Linked DNA regions of Ovis aries: region 2 is linked to region 1. Evidence: chromatin contacts called from public Hi-C data. All regions are on one chromosome and are shown on one strand. Each heading gives the region's core, a stretch centred on a gene start, on an enhancer-like site or on the middle of the called end of the contact. The rest is flanking DNA. Distances are from core to core; before and after follow the strand shown.

What was found. Hi-C and Micro-C count contacts between places; a contact is called where the count stands out from the background.
Region 2: a contact with region 1 is called in a Hi-C map of hypothalamus, with 2.3 times the contacts expected there. The contact joins the promoter of SNAPC3 here to the enhancer-like site in region 1. A contact is called at or near these places in 2 of 16 Hi-C or Micro-C datasets (hypothalamus and skin fibroblasts).

The regions. Positions count from the first base shown.
Region 1 is chr2:83,745,154-83,751,021 of ARS-UI_Ramb_v3.0, forward strand. It overlaps TTC39B (tetratricopeptide repeat domain 39B), which reads right to left. Exons shown (of 20, transcript XM_060409504.1): 5 at 2,429-2,560; 6 at 1,179-1,255. Among named protein-coding and RNA genes, the nearest start is that of TTC39B, 97 kb to the right of the region's middle. Within about 2 kb of position 2,143, at least 14 of the 54 cell types and tissues checked have an H3K27ac peak or open chromatin away from gene starts, as enhancers often do. A contact at or near this core is called in hypothalamus, where this site is marked.
Region 2 is chr2:83,924,206-83,929,433 of ARS-UI_Ramb_v3.0, forward strand. SNAPC3 (small nuclear RNA activating complex polypeptide 3) reads left to right here and starts at 2,988. Exons shown (of 9, transcript XR_009599249.1): 1 at 2,988-3,305; 2 at 3,974-4,051.

The DNA.
Region 1 (5,868 bases), core at 893-3,392:
AACTACTCTGAGTGCTTCTCAGATGACAGAGGCTTTGTTAGACACTGGCCACATTCGAAGGACATCTTCTCTGCTACAGGAGTATTGCGATGCTCCTTTCTTATAAACCATTCTGACTAGAGCATAATGCTAATATAACAGGACTCATCATGGAACCTCTGCCCTAATCTCTGTGGGAACGTCAAGGAAACAGCAAAAGGAGTCAGTTTCTCCCAGCCATCTGATCAACATGCCGAAGATATGCTGGATTCTAATAGTCCTATTCCTGAATTCTGCTGCAGCTGCTGCTAAGTCGCTTCAGTCGCGTCCGACTCTGTGCAACCACATAGACGGCAGCCCATCAGGCTCCCCCGTCCCTGGGATTTTCCAGGCAAGAGTACTGGAGTGGGGTGCCATTGCCTTCTCCGTTCCTGAATTCTAGTAGTCCTAAATGTTTACAAACCAAACATTTTATATGCTGTAAAACATCACATTATTCTAAAGGTATCAAAATTACTGACCTTGAGAAAAAAAATTAATAGCTTTTAGAAAAACAGAAACTCTCACACATGGATGAGAAGACTATAAACTGACCTAATTCTTCAGAGAAAAACTGGTGATATCTATAAATGTTTTCTATTTTCAAACCCTCAGTCCCAGTAACTCCACTTTTAGCAATCTATCCTATGAAATACTAGCAAAAAGGCATGAAGTTATAGGTACAAGAATTTTAGGTCAGCATTATTCTTAATAGCAAAAAAAAAAAAAAAAAACAATATAACTGTCCTTCGATACAGAAAAACTAATTTATGGTATTTGTCCTAATGAATGCTACACGGCTCTTAAGCAGAATGAAGTACAATTTATACGTGTTGACCTGGAAAAAGTCAATGCCAAAAATCACATTGTACCACATGTATCACATGCTTCTCTACTTGCAAAAAATGAATAATGATGAATTACTATAAAAATCCTATGTATATGTTCTGCATATATTTGTATACGTACAGAGAAGAGTATGCAAGGCATGAAAACCAACTGCTAACAGTGGTTACTTCTAGAGGGTAAGTAATGATGGGGAAGAGGAAAAGACATTCCATTTACTTATATTATTCACTTATATGTTGAATTTTATGAGCATAACCATGCTTTAATTTTTCAAAGAAAGGAAAATACCCAACCTTTTAAATGCCCCTTACCTTCAGTCAGCTGTTCCAAAGATCCTCTCGAAAGAAGACTTGAGAAAGACTCTACAACTGTGCATTTCTTCCTGTATCTGCACAGAATACATAGAAGAGATGAGAAGTAGAAAGAAAAAAGGAATAAATCAAGCTCATTTCATTTCACAACCAATTCAGTTGAAATCACACCAAAGGTTCACCAGAAACAGGACTCTAAACCCTAAAGTCTGCAGGGCGGAGACCACCATTTTGAAACCTGCACACCCAGTTCCCAGCACTGGCACCCTGTGGGCATTTAATCCAAGCTCACTGAACATGTTTCTGTGTGTGGACAAACCTACATATAACAGTCAATACCGGGAGCTTCCCTGGTAGCTCAGTTGGTAAACTGCCTGCAGTGCAGGAGACCCAGGTTCAATCCCTGGGTCAGGAAGATCCCCTGGAGAAGGAAATGGCAACCCACTCCAGTATTCTTGCCTGGAGAACCCCATGCACAGAGGAGCCCGGCCAGGGTACAGTCCATGGGGTCCCAAGAGTCGGACACAACTTAGTGATTAAACCAAACCAACAGTCAATACTAACTCTGTCATGCCCCTTCCCTGATCTCTATGGCTAAAATCAGTGTTTTTGTGGGTAAGGGTCACTTCGCCACTGGTTAAAAATGGGGTTAGACTGCAGTGTTTGGAAACTCTCTTCATTTGAGGGGCTAGAAACATAATTACAAGAGGGCATAACTTCAGTGTTAAAATTCACCAATGTTAATTAACAGCTTCTGCTAGAGGCTTCAAATACACATAAAACTGAAACTCCATGTCATTTTCACCAAGCAAAACTGTTCAAATATGGCCATTCAGGCAAATAAAAGACCTGCTTCTGCATTTACAGCATTTCCCACATAAAAAATGCTCCTTGGTTGGCCCGGAGTACCAGGCCAACATGTAGTACCTAATCTCTCCACCAGGGGGACCCCAAGAGATGCTTGCTGCTAAACCCACTGAAATCCTCAGCACTTTTCCGTAGCTCAAATAGCAAAAAGAAAACAGTACGGTATAGATGCCATGTGCTCAGCCACACCAGCATCATGGGGGAAATATTTTTAATCTTTCATAAAAGTACAGGAGGCCAGGAAGCTTTGATGCTCTGAGTCCTTTTCTATAACCATGGCCAACTTCCAACAGAGCTCTCAGTGAAGCAAAGTACATCCATGTTGTCACACAGACAGAAAGGTTTTTAGGCGTATCTCAAGTATTTAATTACTCAGCTCATACTTTTGGCAGGTTTGTAAGGCGTCCTTCATGGCAGAAATGCCGTTTTGGATGTCCTGTTGCTCGAAGGTCATGACAGCCTGCAACACCACGATGGTACTGTAGCCCAAGGCGTGGTACATGCTCTCCTTAGCCCTGGGGAGAACACGGAAATCACTGCATTTCAATTCAGCTGAAAAGCATTCAAGTCCCATCTGACAGTAACCACAAGAAGTTCTAGTTCATCCAAGGCATGACTTTCACAGTAACGACTTTTACTCCTGCACCACAACCACTGGAATAATGTGGACTACGAAAGACGTGACCCAAAAAGCTCAAGCACTGGGGACTTTCAAGTCCAGGCTGCTGCTGTTGCTGCTGCTAAGTCACTTCAGTCATGTCCAACTCTGTGTGACCCCAGAGACGGCAGCCCACCAGGCTCCCCTATCCCTGGGATTCTCCAGGCAAGAACACTGGAGTGGGTTGCCATTTCCTTCTCCAATGCATGAACGTGAAAAGTGAAAGTGAAGGCAGGAAGCAGGAAACTTGCCAGGTTGAAGGAGAAAGGGACGTATGCTTTTCCCTGTTTAAGCACAAGGGGGCACCCTGCCGATTCATTTCTTAGAAAATGCTTCTAAGCAATCCTAATTTTTCCCAGTTGTACAAGAAGCAGTCCTTAGCTCTGAAGTAAGTGTAAAATAAAAGCCATTGAAAATATATTTTGTGACACAGAAATTATGAAAGATAAGGCTTGTTTAAAACCATCCTCTCCCTTCTCCCAGACAGAGGCCATGAGGAAGCAAGATTTAGGCAACCAGTCAGGTCAGCCACAAAGGGCCCAGATAGAAATTCACGGTAGACCTCTTACCAAATCTCACCTCATTATCTAGGAATCCTGATTAAAGTTCTTGATGATTCATATTATCAGTAAGAACTGCTTCAATTCTTTTTTTTTTTTTAATTTTAGTTTTTTATTTTTTAAATTTTAAAATCTTTAATTCTTACATGCATTCCCATTCTTAAGAACATTTAGTCTGAACGGATGGCACAACCCAGACTCTCAGGCTGTGAAAACCTCACTATCACTTTCCTCAAAACTTATCAAGCTATGTTCATTTGTTAATTATAAGATTTACAATATTAATCTGTGGTTTTGTTTTTAATTCAAATACAATATACAAGAGACTGCTGCTCTGCAAAACAAATACAATCCATGTTATTCCTTCCCCACCAGCAAGAGTCTAAACATCCTTTCAGAATCTACAGTTAGTCTCAGTGAGGGCACTGCTGATTCAAGAAAGCAAACAAACAATATGCCAGGAACAAGAGCAACCCAATGTAAATCAGTAATTGTAGTTTTTAAACGTCACCTTTAAAAAAAAAAATTCTGTACTGAAGTATAGTTGATTTACAGGGCTCAGGGGTAAAGAATCCACAAGCAATGCAGGAGACACAGAAGACTTGGTTCGATCCCTGGGTCGGGAGGATCCCCTGGAGGAGGAAATGGCAATCCACTCCAGTATTCTTGCCTGGGAAATCCCATGGACGGAGGAGCCTGGTAGCTACAGTCCATGGGGTCGCAAAGAGTCGGACACGACGGAAGGGGCTTAGCACGCAGCACATACGCATAGCTGATTTACAATGCTGTGTAATTCTCACATTTCAGACCAAAAGCTCTTCCAAGAGGAAAAAAAAAGTATTTGAGTGAGGGAAAAAAAACATGTTTAACAGTGAAACGTTCAGAAAGATCAGAGGATATAAAACTAGACTAAATATAAGATCATGTTGTTTATTTCATTCCATATTATGACCAGCTGCGTGTCAGTGGAGGAGGAAAAAAGGAGACTTTGAATAAAAAACACAGGAGACAGGCAGGAAGAATAAGAGAGGGGACATAAGGAGAGAATGACTGGCAGAGAGAGAGAAGGAGGGAGAGAGGAAGACAGATGGAGAGAGAGACAGAAGATGATCTGAAGGACAGACAGAGATCTGAAGGACTAAAGAAGACGGAGGGGAAAGGGTAGCCACAGGCAAGGGAGAAAACGTGAGTGCTGGATGGAGACAGCACTGGGCAACTTCCTTAGGCCAGGGGCTTCACCATCTATTTTGTTGTCTGTTCCTAACCTCCGAAATGCTAACTGATTGCAGCTCATCTAAATCTCAGAATTACCATGGCCTCGGTAGGCACATTACTTTAAGTCCCCTACGTACGAACCTTTAAGTTGAGAACTTTCAAAGATTCGAATGTGCGTTCTATCAACGTCAGGCATCAGTAAAATTTCAGCTTGCCCTCCATCTCCTATTTCTGATGCTCCTTCAGCTCTGTCCTTGCCCACCTCCTCTCCCTCCTCCAGTCGGTAACTCTTGCCTGTTCACGGGATGCCGGCCCCTGGATGCCAGCTGTCGTACTGTACTACTGTACTTTTCAAGGTACTGTAGTGTAAAATTGAAAATGCTTTACTTTGTTTTGGTTTTTCAGATATTATCTGTGTGAAAAGTATAAATGTATTACAGTACAGTGTTATATACAGAATTGTGTGAGTTGGGTACCTAGGCTAACTTTGTTGGATTTATGAACAAACTAGACTTACGAACACGCTCTCAGAACGGAATCTGTCTGTATGTAGGAGACTTACTGTAATTTCTAAGAATCAAAGTCAATGACCAGAGTCACATCACCCTCCCCACCCTACTGACTCCTCAAAGGAGAGAGTCCCATTCCTGTGCCCACAAGGTAACCATCTTGAAATTATTACAGGAGGTCTAAGTTTCATCCAGGTCAGTGACTGTGTTTGAAGGCACGAGGTAAGCTTATTCCTGTCAAGCTCTAGTCACACTGTCCAGATGGGCACTAGGGTCACAGTGAGGCCTAGGAACAAGGCTAAGCATAGGTTTTCCTGCCACATCATCAGAATTGATAGGTACTATTCAGTGAAATGGGGCTTCCCAGGTAGCTCAGTGGTAAAGAATCTGACTGCTAAGGCAGGAGATGTGGGTTCGATCCACAGGGTTGGGAAGATCCCCTGGAGGAGGAAATGGCACCCCAGTCCAGTATTCCTGCCTAGGAAATCCCTTGGACAGAAGAGCCTCGTGGGCTACAGTCCACAGGGTTGCAAAGAGTCAGACACGACTGAGCCTGCACGTGAGCGCTGTTAATTGAAATGAAACTGATTTATCACATAAATCAGGAGTCCCAAGAATATTTTCATTATCTTGAATTTCTTTTTAGCCTCTGAGATTAGCACATTTTCGTTCTTCCCAGGTCGATTTCAAAGGAAACTTTTCTCAACCATATTTCAGTTCAGAGGAATACTCATAAAAATATTTCACTGAAGAAACCCAAATGAAGCTCTACAAAACTAAGAAGATGACATTATTTGAACAAGTATAGAAAAAGACAAGAGAAAGAATCAGAAATGCTCTAATGATTAAAGTTGACAGGATAGGTTTGTTAACTGGAAATC
Region 2 (5,228 bases), core at 1,738-4,237, 180 kb after region 1:
CAGGCTCCCCTGTCCATGGGATTTTCCAGGCAAAAGTAGTGGAGTGGGGTGCCATTGCCTTCTCCAGAAAAGAAGCACATCACCATCTAAAAAAGGAGTCAGCAAACATTTTTATTATAATTACATATTTTTTATTTTTATTGAGATATAATGCACTAGTTTCAGATGTACAACATAATGAATCAGTATTTGTATATATTGTGAAATGATCACACAGTAAGTCTAGTTAACACCTATAAAGGGCCAGATAGTAAATATTTCAGGCTTTTCAGACCAGTCTCCTGAAACTACTAAATTCTGCTGTCGTAATGCAAAAACAGTCATAAACTATATGAAATCAAATAAACATGACTGTGTTCCAATAAAACTTCTATTTCAAAAATCAGCGGTGACACCATTCAAGTGAGGAAACTGATGCTCAAACTTTGAGAGCTCATGTCTCCCTATTCCTACGTTTCAACCAAGAGCCATGATTTTGGTTTATGCTACCACTATCCCATCTCTCAACTTTTTTATGACCCCATGAACTTGTAGCCCACCAGGCTCCTCTGTCTGTAGGATTTCCCAGACAAGAATACTGGAGTGGATCGCCATTTTCCTTCTCATCTAATGCCACCATCGCAACTCAGTTGTTGGTTTCAATATCCACAATTGGGAAACCTTAGTTTTTTTTGTTTCTGTTTTTCTCTATCAGAAATCATACAAAGCTCACCCAGATTTATAAGAACTCTTTCCTGCCATGGTAGAATCTTTATACTTCCTTTCTGCTTTTGTCTGGTCCTAGTGTTACGTCTGGAGAAGGCAGTGGCACCCTACTCCAGTACTCTTGCCTGGAAAATCCCATGGACGGAGGAGCCTGGAAGGCTGCAATCCATGGGGTCGCTGAGGGTCGGACACGACTGAGCGACCTCACTTTCACTTTTCATTTTCATGCATTGGAGAAGGCAATGGCAGCCCACTCCACTGTTCTTGCCTGGAGAATCCCAGGGATGGGGGAGCCTGGTGGGCTGCCGTCTGTGGGGTCGCACAGAGTCGGACACGACTTAAGTGACTTAGCAGTAGCAGTGTTAGGTCTAACAATAGTCCCATTTTCTGCCAAATTTGCTACAGGGCCAGAAGCTGCCTTTGTCCCAGCTGTGTTATCAGAGAAAAAAACTTTTTCTAAACTCTTATATTGTCATTTGGGGCCTGTGAATTACAATTAACAAGAGTTCACAGAAAAATGTGACTCTAGGAGGCAGTTAGAACTTGGACTTTTGTACTATCTTAACACGATAAGGGAAAGGGGAGCAGGCAGTTTTAGGAAAGCAAATGACTTTCAAGTTTTCCTTAGGAGAACTGCAGGAAGGTACAGCTTTATGACCACATATGCCTGTGCCGCCCTCCTCTAGCCCATCTTCTTGAGTTGTGAAAGTTGCTCAGTCGTGTCCGACGCTTTGAGACCTCATGGACTATACAGTCTATGGAATTCTCCAGGCCAGAATGCTGGAGTGGGTAGCCTTTACCTTCTCCAGGGCATCTTCCCAAACCAGGGATCTCTAGTTGTGGGAGGGGGTTTATGAAAATCGAGTCCTTTGGGAAGGCTCCACCACTTCAGAGAAAATGTTACTGAATTCCCGAATATATGTTAGAGTTCTTCTACCTGAAACTGTAACCTCATTCTCTGGAATAAAGGGATTTGGATCAAGGTTTACAGGCCCTGAAAAGACTAACTGTACTCAGATTGCAAGAATTCAACTCAAACTAGCTAAAAATTAAAGAAATCACGGGCTTACATCATGGCAAGTTTATTCCAAGTCATCCAGTTTCTGTCTGTTTTCTGTTTTTGTTTACTTAAACCCTTGGTCCCCACCCCCACCCCCAACCCCTGCCTCGGCCAGCCCCGCCCGCCCCACCTAACTATTTCAGTGGTTGTCACAAGCTTTGTCTAGGGTACTGGCTACCTCCTTAAGTCCTAAATATGGAGGGAGAGGTTTTTTTAATTTATAGATAAAAGGCCAACGATTCTGACCTTGCTTCTGTTAACTAGTAGCTAACTCCTTCCTCAAATAGCACAATGGGGCTGATAAATACCTGCCTGGAAAGGGTGTTGTTGGAGTTCTCCCCTACACTGGCAAGTGGATTTTTGTTTTTCAACAGCCATCTGTATTCTTTTTAATTGGAGGATAATTGCTTTACAATGTCGTGTTGATTTCTACCATACATCGACATGACTCAGTCACAGGTATACAGCTGTCCCCTGACTTGAACCTCCCTCCCACTTTCCACTTCATCCCACTGCTCCAGGCTGTCACAGAACAGGGGGTTTGAGCTCCCTGTGTCATATAGCAAATTCCCACTGGCTATCTATCTATTTTGCATATGGTAACATATGTTTCAATGGTACTCTCCCAATTTGTCCTCCCTCTCCTCCCTCCACCCCCTCCACAAGTCTGTTCTCTTTGTCAGGCAGTCGGATTCTTTACCACTGAGCCACCTGGGAAACTCATGGGGCCGTTGGTGAGGTTCTAAAGGAACTGGATCTGGAGAGCTGGTTGTGTCCCGGGCCTCAGCCCTCGACCCCCAAGTCTCTCAGACTCGGGCACTGAGGCACCAGCGCAATTCATGAACCCAGGAGTCAAGGAAAAGTCCTGAGCCCTGGGGCCGAGAAAAAAGCCAACAGCGAGACCAAAGGGCATGTCAGGGCCGCCCTGCTCCGTAGGAGAGCGATGCTGCATAACGGTGTGGGATGAGAACCCAGCCAATCTGGCCGCAGCAAACAGACGCAACCGCTCAGCTGTGCGAATGAAGCGGAGAACAATGCGCTCAAACCCTGCACGCGGAGACTTGTGGTGCCCCGGCCCAGGGCGGGTCCGACTCGGAGCCTGCCGGGAAATGTAGTGTCTAAAGCTGCGCCAGTGCAGCGCGGCTCCCCGCCAGTCCGAGTCACGCGCAACTACAGGTCCCAGACGCCCCGCGAGGCCTTGATCAGCCGCTGTTCGCAGGGAAGGGAGTGGGGCGAACATGGCTGAAGACAGCCGAGGCGACCCAGCGTGCGGTGGAATGGATGGCCGGCAGGACCCGGTCCCCAGCAGTGGTGGCCTCAACTTTCCAGAGTACGAGCTTCCTGAGCTAAACACGCACGCTTTCCATGTGGCCGCCTTCGGGGAGCTGTGGCGTGGCCGGCTGCGCGGGGAAGGGGACCTGTCGCTGAAGGAGCCGCCGGGGGACCGAGAAGTCACCGACTCCGGCTGCGAGGATGCCGCCGTGGCCCGCGATCTGGGCTGCAGTCTGGAAACGGCAGCCGAGCTGAGGGCGGTGTGCGGGTGAGTGCGGGGCCGAGGAGACTGTTGCTGCTTGGAGTCATCCGGGGTGCAGCCTTGCTCCTGGGCTCCCCCAGGACTCATCCTTGGGCGGGCCTGTGATTTACTCCCGGGAGTAGAAGGGCCGCCCTATCAAAGCTTTCCCGGAACAACGGGAGAAGTCCCGCGAGGGGAATGCAAGATTTCTTCTAGTTGGAGGGAAGGGACGAGGCAGCTGCATCAAAGATTAATTTTTCTCTTCACCAGATTTTAAAGTGCTTATTAATATAGGAAAGTAGTCAGAGTAGCAGCGACGTGTATCTGTCATTGACAAACATTTTGACGACGGAGGAACCTTAGTAATGATGAGACTGGAAGGAGATTTCACCAGAACAGTGTTAAAACCTTGATTGCCTGTGGTCTCTTTGGGGGATCTTTTGAGTATGCCATTAGTAAGATTTTCTTCAAAGTGTCTTATTTTGGATGAAAATATAAAAATCAGTAACGATTTCTTTCTCCATTTAACAATATTGGCCGATTTCAGTCAGCCATGTATCCTTTTCATTAATAGAGTATCGGCGCAGAATTCGCTTTTAATTCTCTCTCTGATTATTCAGTGATTATTCAGTGATGTATTTGGGACACAACCCAAATGGTTGCGTGATTGCTTTTTTTCTTTGTTTTTGTTTTAGCCTTGATAAACTGAGGTGCCTTGAAGAAGGGGAGGATCCAGAAGTCATCCCAGAAAATACTGACCTGGTGACTTTGGGGTATGGAGGACTTAGCTTTTATTACAAGCCACTTATTTAAATATTTTTTTCAACATTATATTATTCAGAAGTTTACAGTATGGTATTGTTATCATAGGTGTGCTTAGTTGCTCAGTCGTGGCTTACTCTTTGCAACCCTCTTCCCTACCCCCAAGTTCAACCACTGTTGACATTCGGCCCTATTTGATTTAGCTGTATGTGTTTGAGGTAGCTGCTGTGTATCTTTTTCTATTGCTTAACTGTTACAGTAAGTTGCAGATCTAATTCATGGCTAAATACAACAGTGTTAACTCCTAAAAGTATCATTCTCCTACTAAATCAGAGAAGTATTATTATACTTAAGAAAATTAACAGTTAATGCATTCCCTCTAATATCTACTCCGTATTCAAATTTGTGTTTATTTTTAAATGTTTACAAAAGTACAGTTAATCCACTTAGATTTTGGGGTGCAAGCTAAATACTCTGATAGTGTGGTAAAAGGATTAAGTTTTTTAAAAATTTTCTGTCAGATCTATACTTTTGTAAAATAGGATAAAAATGAATTACTAGAAAAATGAAGTTAAAAGAGCACAGTAGAACTCCAAAATTTTTATTACTAAATTCAACAGTAAGATTACTGTCATATGTGTGATCATTTCTAAATGCTTCCTCTCATTGTACTAATTGGATAACAGATGGCTCAGAGATCAGTTCTGGTCTGCCAGCCGTATCTTGAGAAACGCTGCTCTGTGATGATACTGTTATAGAGAAGCCGCATGTAATAGTGAAACTTGTAATTTCCAGTTTGTAACCTGCTTACTTCATACCATCTCAGCTATGTTGTCATCCTTTATCCTATCCTTTCTGTTGTCACCCTCAAAAATTTACGCAGGTGATTTGACTCTATCTTGTTTTTTTTTTTTTTGTAATTGCCAAATCAGTTTCTTTTATGCCTGTTGCTGATATTTACATTAGCAACACTTGGAGCATTGTAAAAGGTTCCTATCTTTCCTGGGTCCTGTCTTTTCTTCCGACTTACCCATCTTGTTATCACCTAAGTGTGCTCATTTGCTGAAAAATTGTCAATGGCTCAGCCTCCCCTCTATGGACAAATTTCAGATTCCTCACTCAGATTCCTCATTTGAAACCTTCCGCATAGCCCAAATCTGCCTTTCTTGATACATTTTCAACTGTTTT